2 separate regions of the Mus musculus genome follow, and region 1 is linked to region 2. The links are chromatin contacts, called in public Hi-C maps. All regions are on one chromosome and are shown on one strand. The core of a region is the stretch at or near the end of the contact, and the rest is flanking DNA. Distances in the headings are between cores, read along the strand shown. Region 1 overlaps Gm33484 (a long non-coding RNA gene). Region 2 has its middle 6.4 kb from the start of Gm40376.

The links. A called contact is a pair of places that touch in the nucleus more often than the background predicts.
Region 1: a contact with region 2 is called in a Hi-C map of cortical neurons, with 2.8 times the contacts expected there. The contact joins two enhancer-like sites. A contact is called at or near these places in 1 of 39 promoter capture datasets (neutrophils), 3 of 15 datasets of contacts at CTCF or cohesin (the G1E-ER4 cell line and embryonic stem cells), 33 of 484 Hi-C or Micro-C datasets (B cells, ECoMG-derived neutrophils, the G1E-ER4 cell line and 16 more), 3 of 115 datasets of contacts at active chromatin or transcription factors (astrocytes, bone marrow-derived dendritic cells and embryonic stem cells) and 1 of 9 other capture datasets (embryonic stem cells).

Annotation. Positions count from the first base shown.
Region 1 is chr12:32,894,488-32,900,520 of GRCm38.p6, forward strand. All of the region lies in intron 2 of Gm33484 (a long non-coding RNA gene), which reads right to left. Among named protein-coding and RNA genes, the nearest start is that of Gm33484, 12 kb to the right of the region's middle. Within about 2 kb of position 2,189, at least 37 of the 459 cell types and tissues checked have an H3K27ac peak or open chromatin away from gene starts, as enhancers often do. A contact at or near this core is called in cerebral cortex and cortical neurons, where this site is marked.
Region 2 is chr12:32,714,977-32,721,690 of GRCm38.p6, forward strand. No RefSeq gene overlaps it. Among named protein-coding and RNA genes, the nearest start is that of Gm40376, 6.4 kb to the right of the region's middle. Within about 2 kb of position 2,720, at least 33 of the 459 cell types and tissues checked have an H3K27ac peak or open chromatin away from gene starts, as enhancers often do. A contact at or near this core is called in cerebral cortex and cortical neurons, where this site is marked.

The sequences.
Region 1 (6,033 bases), core at 939-3,438, 180 kb after region 2:
AGGCATGCTGACCCTTGTAATGCCATGACTCATGGAGTGAAGACCAGGTCCCCAGAGCAAGCTGGCTGGCTTCACTAGCTGGACTGATGACCTCTGGATTCAAGTGAGGGACCATGTCTCAAAAGATAACGTGGTGAGCAACTGAAGACATCTTCTGTCAGTCTCTGGCCTCCACGTGCACCCTCCCACAAGTGCACACTCAACAGCACGCACGCATGTACTCACACCCACATTTGGAAACATACACACAGCCACATCATACACATATACATGCAAAAAATAGCTGAGATAGTAATGCGAGTATACAAACACAGATCTGCAGAGTGGGTCTTGAGTTGACTTTCAAATTATCAGTCTATCTAGTTAACAGTTTTTCAAATGTATATTGCCATACCTAGAAATTCTTCAAATGCTATGGCTTGCTTAGGGGGCATAGTTAAACAACATTATGCTGATTTTAATCTTTAATTGCCAAGGCTAATTACTGACTCTAGGAAGCCACATGCATTGGGAGTCTTTGGGGACAAATTACAGCTTGTGATGGAGCCATCTGCTACATTAGCAAATTATACTTTGGAAGACACGGACAGTACTAGTTTAATGTCATTATCCCCATGATGCAACAGACCTTGCATATGAGTCCCGCCTCCTGCCCTATTTTCTATACAGCGGTGGGATCTCTGGCCACTGAAGTGGTAGACTTCTGTGTTGTTGAGGGAGGACAGAAGCTTAAGGAACGTGGACATGAAAGGTGCCCTTCAGCTCAGAAGCTGGGTGAAGCCTCTCACCAGCTGAGAGTCGAGGATGACAACACAGCCAATGACATCCATTTAAGGCCTTGCAAACCTCACCTGCAAACCTGTGGTTTCCTAGGCTCTCACCAGAAACCACACTTAACAGGAAAAGATGGGTCCTAAACAAACCCTTTGTGCAATCTACGGGGCTCCTCCTGGCGCCTTACTGGATTGCAATCCCACCAAAGGCACCTTCAGTGCCAACTTCTAATCTCAAGAGTGGAGAGGTAGGGGAGGGGAGTGTCCCTTAGGAACCTGCTGAGCAGCGAACCCCAGACGCTTCCAGAACCCAGACATAGTCACCAGGAGGACTCTTGAAACCCGACTCCTTTGTGAGCAGCCCACACCTGTGTTTCCTCCCCAGCTGCCCTCCTTTTTGCTTTTAGTAAATTCCAACTCTGTCTCCTATTGGCTCATCCTGAAATTCCTGCCCAGGTGGCAGCCCAGGATCAGGGTTTCCCCCCCCCCCCCCCGTGGTGGTCTATAAAGAGAACTCAGGCTGCTGCAGGTGACAGTGTGGAGGTTACAGGGTGCAGGTGACAGTGTGGAGATGGCAGGGTACAGGTGACAGTGTGCAGGTGACAGTGTGCAAGTGACGGTGTGCAGGTAACAGAGTACAGGTGTCAGAGTGCAGGTGACAGGGTACAAGTGACAGGGTGCAGGTGACAGGGTGCAGGTGACAGTGTGCAGGTGACAAGGTGTAGGTGACAGGGTGCAAGTGACAGGGTGCAGGTGACAGTATGGAGGTGACAGTGTGCAGGTGACTATGCAGGTGACAGGGTGGAGGTGACAGGGTGGAGGTGACAGGGTGCAGGTGACAGTGTGCAGGTGACAGTGTAGAGCTGTCCTTCTGTCACTTGCTCTCATCTTGCCTCAGTTTCCATCAGGGTGGATGTGAGGGGACTGAGGGATGAGTCCAATCTTTGATGTCTTAAATAAAAGGCTCTCTATAAAATACCTAAACCTAGTTAGTACTTGGTGTTTAGTCCCAGCAATGGGATAGCAGAAGACAGGTTTACAAAGCTTAGTCCCTCAGGCATCACAACCACCAGAGACTCGCCTGAAGTCTAGCTCTGCGGGCTGTGAGGGGTGCCGGTACCATCAGTGCTGTGGGGGTGGGGTAGAATCCGCTTCTCTAAGTCACTTGACTCTTTGGCTCTCGGCTGTTGCTCGTTCCATCTTTGGGAGAGGTTCATGAGAAGGTTTAGAGGGAGGAAAGGAAAGGAGGAAATGATAGCATTACAATATCTCTTTAAAAATTAAAAGGAAGAGAGTGGAAGAGACAAGTTCTCGAAACAGCCTGGATGCTGAGCTCAACCCAAAGCACGGGTGTAAGCTCTGGCCAGCAGCCCTCAGAGGCTTCCAGCTCAGCGGCCCGAGACTCCTCACTGAAAATATCCAGCATCTGATGAGGCAGCTGCGGGTTAAATTTAGCCTTGGCAAACTCAGGCCTTGGCTGGATGCTGGAAGCATCTGAGTGGATGGATGGAGGGCCGATGGATGCGTGGATAAAGAATGGACACATGAACAGGTGGATGGACAAATGGACAGACAGGTGGATGGATAGACAGATGGATGGACTTAGCACAGGTAGGTGTGAGAGCCTGGGCTACTGTGGCCTGTGTGATGATGATGCTGACACCAGGAGAGAGGCAGAGCTAGAGGAAGGAGATGAGTTGGGAAGCCCTCCTCTCTCAGTGGCCACCAGCCTGGCACAGCCCTTTGATGGCCAAGGGAAGCATGAAGATAGATGCAAGGAAAAGGAGCCATAGAGACGGTGAGAATCTGTAGAGCCATGTCCCCTGGAAAACTGCTGTGAGGGATCATCCAGTAATGTCACATTAGCCAAGTAAGGTCCCGCACTGGGTCCACAGATATTCAGTGTGACCTTTGTCCTAGCTGTGTGTCAGAGGCCACCTCAGGGCTTTTATGTCATCATGATCCAACCGTTATTTGCTTCCTCAGTGACCTGTTAAAGTGCGAACAACTATGGACGTTGCGTTTCCTTGGTTAACGCAGTTATCGTTGCTGTCCCTGGAAGGGGTAGAGGACAGAAGGGCAGGGAAGGAATGATCAGCATGAATGAACTAATGAATGGAGTGTCTCTTGTGTTAATATGCTGACACTGGAGGAAGCAGTACATACAGTAACTGTAGCTGAATACAAAGAAATTACCTTCCCCGTTTGGTAGATGAGAAATAATGTGCCTTATTTGGGGCTTCCATGAAGATTAAATGAGAGTATTTGACATGAGATAGCTCACTTCAATAGATGCTGGGTGAACTTGGTCGTCAGAGGGCCAGAGAATCCCTCCCACCTCACGGTTTGCCAGTCTGGCTTTAGCATCCTCCGGGCCAGCAGGTCGCCTGAGTATCACACGACTACACTGCCACCTTCTGGCCACCTGGAGTACTTCAGCTGTGCTGCCTTTTGAACAGGTCCTGCCCAGATGGACCTGCAGACTCAGACTGTCCTGCACTGAGCTGAGCTGTACAGCTGTTGGAGCAAGTCACCTGGGACTTCAACAACCTGGATTTCAGTCTTCTAAGCAAGGTACGGACACTGGGGATCAACAGCCCAGTTCCCCCATTCCAATCCTCATTTACAGGTTGTTGGTCTTAACTGTGTACTGTACTGGAATGTCCTGCACACACACACACACACACACACACACACACACACACACACACACACACACCATCTGCATCCTACACCAGACCTATGGGATTAGGCTCTCCAGGAGGCCTAGGGGTGGTTCTCCATGAAAAAGGAAACCTTCTCAAAGTCTCAACCCAGTTCTGAGAATTGAGAATTTGGTGCCTCTTTGTGTCTGCTCCAGTCACCTTTAGTCTTTCACAGCTGTATAGATGACACAAGCCAGGCTCTCTGCACTTAAAATCAACACAGGGAGCTAGAGACAAGAGGAGGTAAGGACAGAGAGAAGCGAGAGCTGACTGAACAAAACAAAGGGGAAGAAAAGTGGCCACACTGAAGCAGGTGGAAAGGAAAGAAAAAGAGAGGAGATGAGATTAGGGGAGAGACATGGAAAATGGGAGCTGGGCCAGAGGCAAACAAGAACCTAAACAAAATCAGTGGACAAATACTAGAGTAAAAAAAAAATTCAATGTATGGTTAAGATCAATATCCAAAAAAAAAAAAAAAAAAAACCCTTGCAGATATTAACAAGGTTGAGATAGCACACTAGAATAAGCAAAGATACCGAAATTCCCGGTACACAGTTTCAGAGGATTGCTTTTGCCTATATAGTTGACAAAACCCAGAAAGCCACTTACTTATTTCTTGGAGTGTGGAAGAAGGAAATAGTTTCCTAAATGCTGTTGGCAGTTATGAATGTGAATTGTCACATTTGAACACAAGAAGCTGGCACCATATAGCAAAATGCACCACCCATCATCAGCCCACCATCCCTGGGACCAGATGGATGCCTTAGGGACACAGCATTGTGGACCAAATGTTGACATATCAGGCTGGTTTGATTATGGCTCCATACAGCAGCCATGATAAGTGAGAAAGCCATGCATGTCACACTGGAATTTAAGGCCTGAGATGTTTCTTTGTAAGAATAATAAGAAAGCAACAATGTTCATAATTTTGTGCCACTATGGAAAGCACAAAATGTCAGATGTGTGTGTGTGTGTAGCATACAGTGATATAGTAATATTGAATGTTTCAGCTAGTTGGCTATCACCTGCTGTGTTTGTTATTTTAAATGAATATATAGGAATATAAGTAAAGGTGTCTTAGGATTTCTATTACTAATGTGAAACACCATGACCAGCAGAGTTTATTTTTCTTACAATTCCACATCACTGTTTAGCATAGAAGGAAGTCAGGGCAGGAATGTAGGGTGGGTGGGAACCTGGAGCCAGGAGCTCTGCAGAGGCTCTGGAGGAGTGGTGTTTACTGGTTGGCTTCTCATGGCTCCCTCTTATAGCACCCACAGCCACAGCCCAGGGGTGAAACAGCCCACAGTGGGCTGGACCCTCCCCATTAGTCATTAACTAAGAAAACGCTGTACAGGCCCACCCACAGCCGGATCTTTCTCAGTGGAGACTTCCTTTTAGATGAGTCTAATCTGTGTCAAATAAACAAAAAGCTAGCCAGCAGAGTAAGAATGGGCAGGCACACAGTAGGTTGACAGCATGCGTTACTTGAAAAGGGAAGGGGGTTTCTGTGGATAGGAGAATAAAGACAGAGTAACTGCCTTAACAAGGAAAAAGGAAAAAAACATGGAAACCTTTATAACAATTATAAATTCTAGGTATATCTATAAAATTGTACATGTGTGTTTACACATATACAGTGTTTTAAAATACAGCAGCGATGTTGAATCTGGTGGCACAGTCCTGAAATTCCAGCTACTCATAAGGCTACAGAAGGAGGATCACAGGTTCAAGGTCTGTCTTAGATACAGAACACATTCAAGGGCAGAAGGAACAATTTAGTAAGGCCCTGTCTCAAAGTCAAAGCACACGGCACAATTGCCAGTACCAACAAAATTCATAAGTAGCTTTCATGCAGTAATCCTCTGATCATACTGTATAACAAAACAAACCTCAACTCTCAGTGATGTACCCCAATGGGCATGTCTCTCTCACTCTCAGATCTGGGGCTCAGCCAAGGTGGTCGAATTGGGCTGTAGATCCAGTTCTTACAGGGCACTGTGAGCGTCATTCTGAAACCTGAACCAGCTCGAGTACACTCACCTCAAGGGCAATGGGATGCTCGAGCTAAGCCATGTAACTGAATTTAGATCTCTACCCAGAGGAGTCCCATGTCTAACTCAACATGGTGGGATAAGGAAATAGATTCCTGTGGAGTTGGGTGGGGAAATGAAGGCAGGGCAACAACAACAACAACAACAACAACAACAACAACAACAACAACAACAAACTTTCCCCAAGCTTCAGTGAGAAGTGAGGCAGTGGCGGAGGACCATCTCACCCGCTGCTTGTGAGAACCAGGGTGAAAGCATTGCAGCAATGGTATGGTGATGTGCTGTAGTTGGATAATGTCTGACTGTGGCCTCCAAAGCCCACCAGCTGGAGCTGAGTCTCCGGAGTGCTGGGTTTGAGGCTGTGGAAGCCTTAAGAGCCTGGGCTGAAGGTGGGGATGCTGTCCTCGGGAAGGATGGATGCTGTTCTGGGGTCTCTGGTTATAAAGAGGGCAAGTTGGCCTTGGCTCGTTCAAGCTTCTGGTCTCTTATGTGATTTCTGCC
Region 2 (6,714 bases), core at 1,470-3,969:
CAGCCAGGCTCCCTCCCATACCATGCTCATCCCCACAGAGTAACATCCTCAACTCCATAAGTTTATTCTCCTTCTTTCTTAAGTTGACAGGGTGGGGTGGCTTCTCTGGTTCAACCCTACCAGGCTTTATCTTACATTAAACTCTGTTTCTCAACCTAAGGCACTTCGAGCTTGGTGTAGGTACCATTTGCTTTCTGGCATCAGCTTCAAAGATTCTGTCTCTGGTCTTGGACTTTTAGATCCTAGTTGGCCCTGGCCTGTCTTATCTCAAAGGACAGGCAGTAGCTCTCCTCTCCCCCCACCCCTGCCCCTTCCTCAGTCCCCTTCTGAGAGCTCAGACTGCTGTCCTAAATTATGTAGCCAACCTTTGCAACAAAATTTTAGTTCATTCCCAGTCTCATTGCTAAGGTTTAAAGTTAAATTTATTAATGATTTATTTGGAATTATGTTGTTTTGTTTTCTATAGTAACTGCACATAATACAAAATTCACTTACAGAAGGACTTGTAATAAAAGTCCTTCCTAGTCCTCCCTCTAGAAATGGAATTTTTCTCTCCAGAGGAGGGAAAAAAAAAATAAACAACTCTTAACTTTAAGTGTGTGTGTGTGTGTGTGTGTGTGTGTGTGTGTGTGTGTGTGTGGTATGTTTGCTCCCACACACATGCATACGTTATTTAAATTGGTTTTTTTTTTCTTATCTATGCAATATATAAACATTATTTTCTTTTACCATTGAAGCCAACAAGGTATGCTTGGTCTCATTTGACCTCCTCTCCAATCTGGTCTGTTTCCAAGAGCAACCAGACAGCAAACTAATAGTGACTTAGAACGAACCCTTCTAGAATGTTTTTTTTTTTTTTACACCTACTGCAGATATAAACAGAAAGTATGAAAAGCTGATTTCCTAGGAAAGATACACTATGAGAATCTTTCTGCAGCTGCCACCCTGCCATTAGGTCAAATCAGTGTCTCCAACTCTGATGGTAGCTCTTCGTTCTCTATCGGAGCTGGCTCAAGCTTAGCGGAGAGCCTTGGTTTTCTCCAGATCTCAGGCTCTTGCTTCCCTGCCGTGGTTCCACTCACACGTTTCTTTCTTTTCTTTCTTTCCTTTTTTTTTTCTCTGATAAACTGTCGTGGGAGCTGAGCTGACGAACAGAGAGACAGTGTCGGGGATTTCATTCTGGGATAAAACTGACATGGCCACAGGCAAGAAGATTGTCCTCTCATCTGGCCATGAGCTGGGGAGTGCAAACACATGGCAGAGTTCATTGTTGTACACAGATACCTAAGAGCTCCAAGGAGCAGGGACACTCTACATTCAACACCACCTACTGCATCACCAGGCAGCTGGACCATTCTCTTATGTGTTTTTATTGAAACATTGACTCCTACTCTTGGAGAGGGAGGGAGATGAGGGAGATGTTTTTCCTATGAGCCGTAAGGGCAGGAGCTCCAGTCAGCCACAGGGATAGGGATAGGCAAGTGCTAGCACATCTAAGTGGCCAGATTCCATGAAAAGTCACTGTGACAGGACCAGCTGTGGTGTTTAGACCTTGTAGTGGTTGTGCCTCACATTGATGGTCAGTGACTGGGAGGGAAGATGCTACTTCTGAGGGGAAGAAATCCTTGCTAAGGAATCACATGACCCTAGACGAGCACTGCACACAGACACCCAAAAGCTTCAGAGTCACATCACTCTGCATTCAAAGCCACCCACTGCATTGTCACTGTTTGTCCTGTTTGTTTTGTTTGGTTGGGTTTTTGGGGTTTTTTTGTTTGTTTGTTTGTTTGTTTTTTGAAACATTGGGTTCTACTCTGACCTTTGGAACAACATGAAATATGGTTATCCGCTTATGTAGTAAGAACCGATTGCATACACAAAAAAGTCAGTTATATCTGAGGGAGCTAGGACCTGTCTTAGGACATGACCAGACTGCCAAGGCACTTTAATTTTATCTAAGTCCTGTCTCTCTGGATCTTAAGATGTCAGTGTTTCTTCCTCATTAGTAAAGTTCTTAAAAATGCTGCTGCTACTGTTTATTATGCTAGCCTCTGAGATACCACTTTTAAGATTAAATCACCTTTCCCTTTGTATTTCTATGGTGAAGGGGGATCAAGGCACTTCTTTGGTCATATTTGCCAAAGCCGACTTCCAAGAAATGGCCAGTGGTGACCCAGCTCTTGCTTTCCTACCACATTCAAGGTCACCATTACTTATGATTTTAATTATGGGCCTCTCATTGGCTGTGCTGTTGGTTTGTTATGAAATATGAGCCTACGTTCTCTCAACAGGGCAGCTATCTCTATAGTCAAAGGATTGTATACCCCATGGCCACACCTCACCTATGGAATGCTTATCTGTTCCATGCCTATAATAGGCTTGCTATACTCTGTACTTAGCATATAAACTGAAGAACATATTTTCCTAAGCAAGCCAAACACCCTTTGAATGCAATGCTCATTTCTCCTTAAGAGGCAGAAATTTTCAAACGGAAATTTGAATAAATGTCATGTTTTATTAAAGATGTCATCTGGCTGACTTCGGGGTGCTGAGAGACTCATTTAAGATGATGTGTTGGCTTTTTTTGCCATGTGACTTTCACACAATTGTGGAAATCAGGAGAATCATCTGATTTACTGGCTCACTCCAGGCTGCCTCTGCCAGGGTTTTATTTCTCTTAGCAACAAACAGTTCTGGCAGCCTGCTCTGCTTCAGCCGTGCTGACTGGCTAAGTCAAGGTGGGCCTGCTGCCAGCTTGGGGTAGCGCTTGTTGAAATGCAGCCTAGGAAGGGCAGGACAAGAACTATTTCCTTCCACCTTCTGTGTCCTCCCTCTGCTCCTTTGCAGCCCCTCCCTTCCTCCCCCACAACAGTTGATGTTATCAATTGCCTGTTCTATTTTCTGTGACTTCAATTCTGTCAGATTGTGGTCAGTGAAATGGAGTTTTTATCCATTTTGTTCTTTCTGAAGGAAAGACCAAGAGAGAAGAATATGGGTGTTGACTTAGTTTGTGCCTTTCCTTCAAGGCTATCTAAAAGTTTGGGTCTGGGCTCCTATTTCTTCCTCTTATATGTGCTGACAATTTGGAAGAGTGTTTAGGAAGGTCCTCTGCAAAACACAAGGCCTGGGAGGGAAGCCTTCTCCCTACTCTTACCTATAATGTCTTATAGTCTCCCTTCAAGCAACACAGTAGTGCAGAGCCCTCTTTGAGAGCCTTATTGCAATTCTTTTGTATAAATACTCAGGATATTAAGAAAACTACATAACAAGATACTTAAATTAGATTCTTAAACCATACATTACACTCAAAACGGACTGAAGGCTTAAATGTACAATGCCTGGAGAGACATAGAAGAAAAAAAAACCTGCATGAATTATCTATAATAATGATTTCATGGCTATGACACCAAAAGACTCAAGCCACAGATGAGGGAAAGCCTGGATCAGGCGCCCAGCTGTTTTTGGTTCAAGCCTCAACCAGCTTGAAACTTTGGAAGGTTCCCTCATCTTCAAAGTCCTACCGGGTCCCGTCCTCCCAGCTTGTCTGCCTTTACTTCCCTGGATCTCTTCTTCATGATGAATCCCTTGTGTGACAAGTAGAACCATTTGTCCACTCCATCCTCCCTGCCCTGACACTGAGAGGTTAGGCCCCACTCTCAAACCTCCCTAGCTTTGCCTGTGTGCACTGTCAGTGTTGAAGACAGAGAGACTTCCCAGTGCCCGTGACTGGAGCATGGCCATGGTGTGCTGAGTTCAGGGACTTCTTCAGGGTTCACCTGTGGGTCACGCTATGGGAGTCACCACCCCTGCCTACTTGGAACGTTCTTCTCCTCGAAAAAAAAAAAATCAGATCACCTAGGTCTCCTAGCTGTGGATGACTATCCCAGACCTTTGAAGGAGGATCTGAGGATTAAAGTTGTGGATGGGCAGACAAAGCTGTTTTCCCCAAGCTGATTTCCTGGCTCTTCCAACTGAGGGACTTAGCTAGCATTGCTCTCTTAAAGCTCCGCTGTGCATCAGCCCGCTGTGCAGCTACCCCTTCAACCTATTATGTAATTCTTTTCCAATTTAGTATAAAGTGACATATTGATTAAAACATTTATGATTGTTGATGTATCTACATTTTAAAGTTCAGAAGGGTCACGACTACCTCTTTCTCTCTCTCACTCTCTCACTCTCTCTCTCTCTTTATGGTAATAGTACCATGGACAACCTTTTGTTCTGGGAATGCCTTTACCACCACCACCACCACCACCCAGAGGACATTTGTGTTTAGGATTGGTTTGGGAACAGTGGCTCTGGCAAAGCTGCAGAAATTGGGGGAGGCATGTTCACTTCTCAGCATTTGCATTTTAATGGCCCAGGAAATAAACCCACATTTTTAAAGGAAAAAAACTATTTACCATCTGTGGTGCATGCGTGTCTGCAGCAGGGAAGTCTGCGTTTGTACACATTTGAGATGAGGTTGGCAGGTCCTGGAAGACCTTGCTAGCAGTGAGAGAAAAACAACCTGCATTTGAAAGCTGCTTGCTACAGCGCAGTAAACCTGCTACACGGTGTCTGTTTGCAGCAGAACTTTTGAATATCATTATTTTTGTACCAAAAAAAATGTAAATGTAGCAAAATGTGATTGAGCCTCTACTTATAAAAAAATATTAAATTTCTTAACAACAGTATCTCCTTAAGATTGCCTGGTGGGAGTCTTGGCCCCGCTGCTGGAAGAGCTGTCACAGTCCTAGGTAGAAGAGCAAGTAATGTGCCAGGCATGGTGGGAAGGCAGAGGCATGCAGGTCTCTCTGAGTTCCAGGCCAGTCTTGGCTACATAACAAGCTCCAAGCTAGCCAGGGCTGTATCGGAAGTCCTTGTTTTGAAAAAAGAGAAACTAACAAATATATTCATCAGATGTCCAGGTGATTCAAGTAGGACCAAGCCATAGTCCACAGAACCCCATGTGTCAGGGATGGTACAATGTGTGCAGAGAACAAGACAGAGAAAGAATATGATCTAGAAACAACCGCTCATAAAATAGGGACAATCAAACCCAGGGGTGGAATCAACCAAGTGGAAACAAGAAGAACTATTCAAAGAATTAACCAAACGAGGAGTTGGTTCTTTGAGAAAATCAACAAGATAGATAAACCTTTAGCTAGACTCACTAAAGGGCACAGGGACAAAATCCTAATTAACAAAATCAGAAATGAAAAGGGAGACATAACAACAGATCCTGAAGAAATCCAAAACACCATCAGATCCTTCTACAAAAGGTTATACTCAACAAAACTGGAAAACCTGGAGGAAATGGACAAATTTCTGGACAGATACCAGGTACCAAAGTTGAATCAGGATCAAGTTGACCATCTAAACAGTCCCATATCACCTAAAGAAATAGAAGCAGTTATTAATAGTCTCCCAGCCAAAAAAAGCCCAGGACCAGACGGGTTTAGTGCAGAGTTCTATCAGACCTTCAAAGAAGATCTAATTCCAGTTCTGCACAAACTATTTCACAAAATAGAAGTAGAAGGTACTCTACCCAACTCATTTTATGAAGCCACTATTACTCTGATACCTAAACCACAGAAAGACCCAACAAAAATAGAGAACTTCAGACCAATTTCTCTTATGAATATCGATGCAAAAATCCTCAATAAAATTCTTGCTAACCGAATCCAAGAACACATTAAAGCAATCATCCATCCTGACCAAGTAGGTTTTATTCCAGGAATGCAGGGATGGTTTAATATACGAAAATCCATCAATGTAATCCATTATATAAACAAACTCAAAGACAAAAACCACATGATCATCTCGTTAGATGCAGAAGAAGCATTTGACAAGATTCAACACCCATTCATGATAAAAGTTTTGGAAAGATCAGGAATTCAAGGCCCATACCTAAACATGATAAAAAGCAATCTACAGCAAACCAGTAGCCAACATCAAAGTAAATGGAGAGAAGCTGGAAGCAATCCCACTAAAATCAGGGACTAGACAAGGCTGCCCACTTTCTCCCTACCTTTTCAACATAGTACTTGAAGTATTAGCCAGAGCAATTCGACAACAAAAGGAGATCAAGGGGATACAAATTGGAAAAGAGGAAGTCAAAACATCACTTTTTGCAGATGATATGATAGTATATATAAGTGCCCCTAAAAATTCTACCAGAGAACTCCTAAACCTGATAAACAGCTTCGGTGAAGTAGCTGGATATAAAATAAACTCAAACAAGTCAATGGCCTTTCTCTATACAAAGAATAAACAGGCTGAGAAAGAAACTAGGGAAACAACACCCTTCTCAATAGTCACAAATAATATAAAATATCTTGGAGTGACTCTAACTAAGGAGGTGAAAGATCTGTATGATAAAAACTTCAAATCTCTGAAGAAAGAAATTAAAGAAGATCTCAGAAGATGGAAAGATCTCCCATGCTCATGGATTGGCAGGATCAACATTGTAAAAATGGCTATCTTGCCAAAAGCAATCTACAGATTCAATGCAATCCCCATCAAAATTCCAACTCAATTCTTCAACGAATTAGAAGGAGCAATTTGCAAATTCATCTGGAATAACAAAAAACCTAGGATAGCAAAAAGTCTTCTCAAGGATAAAAGAACCTCTGGTGGAATCACCATGCCTGACCTAAAGCTTTACTACAGAGCAATTGTGATAAAAACTGCATGGTACTGGTATAGAGACAGACAAGTAGACCAATGGAA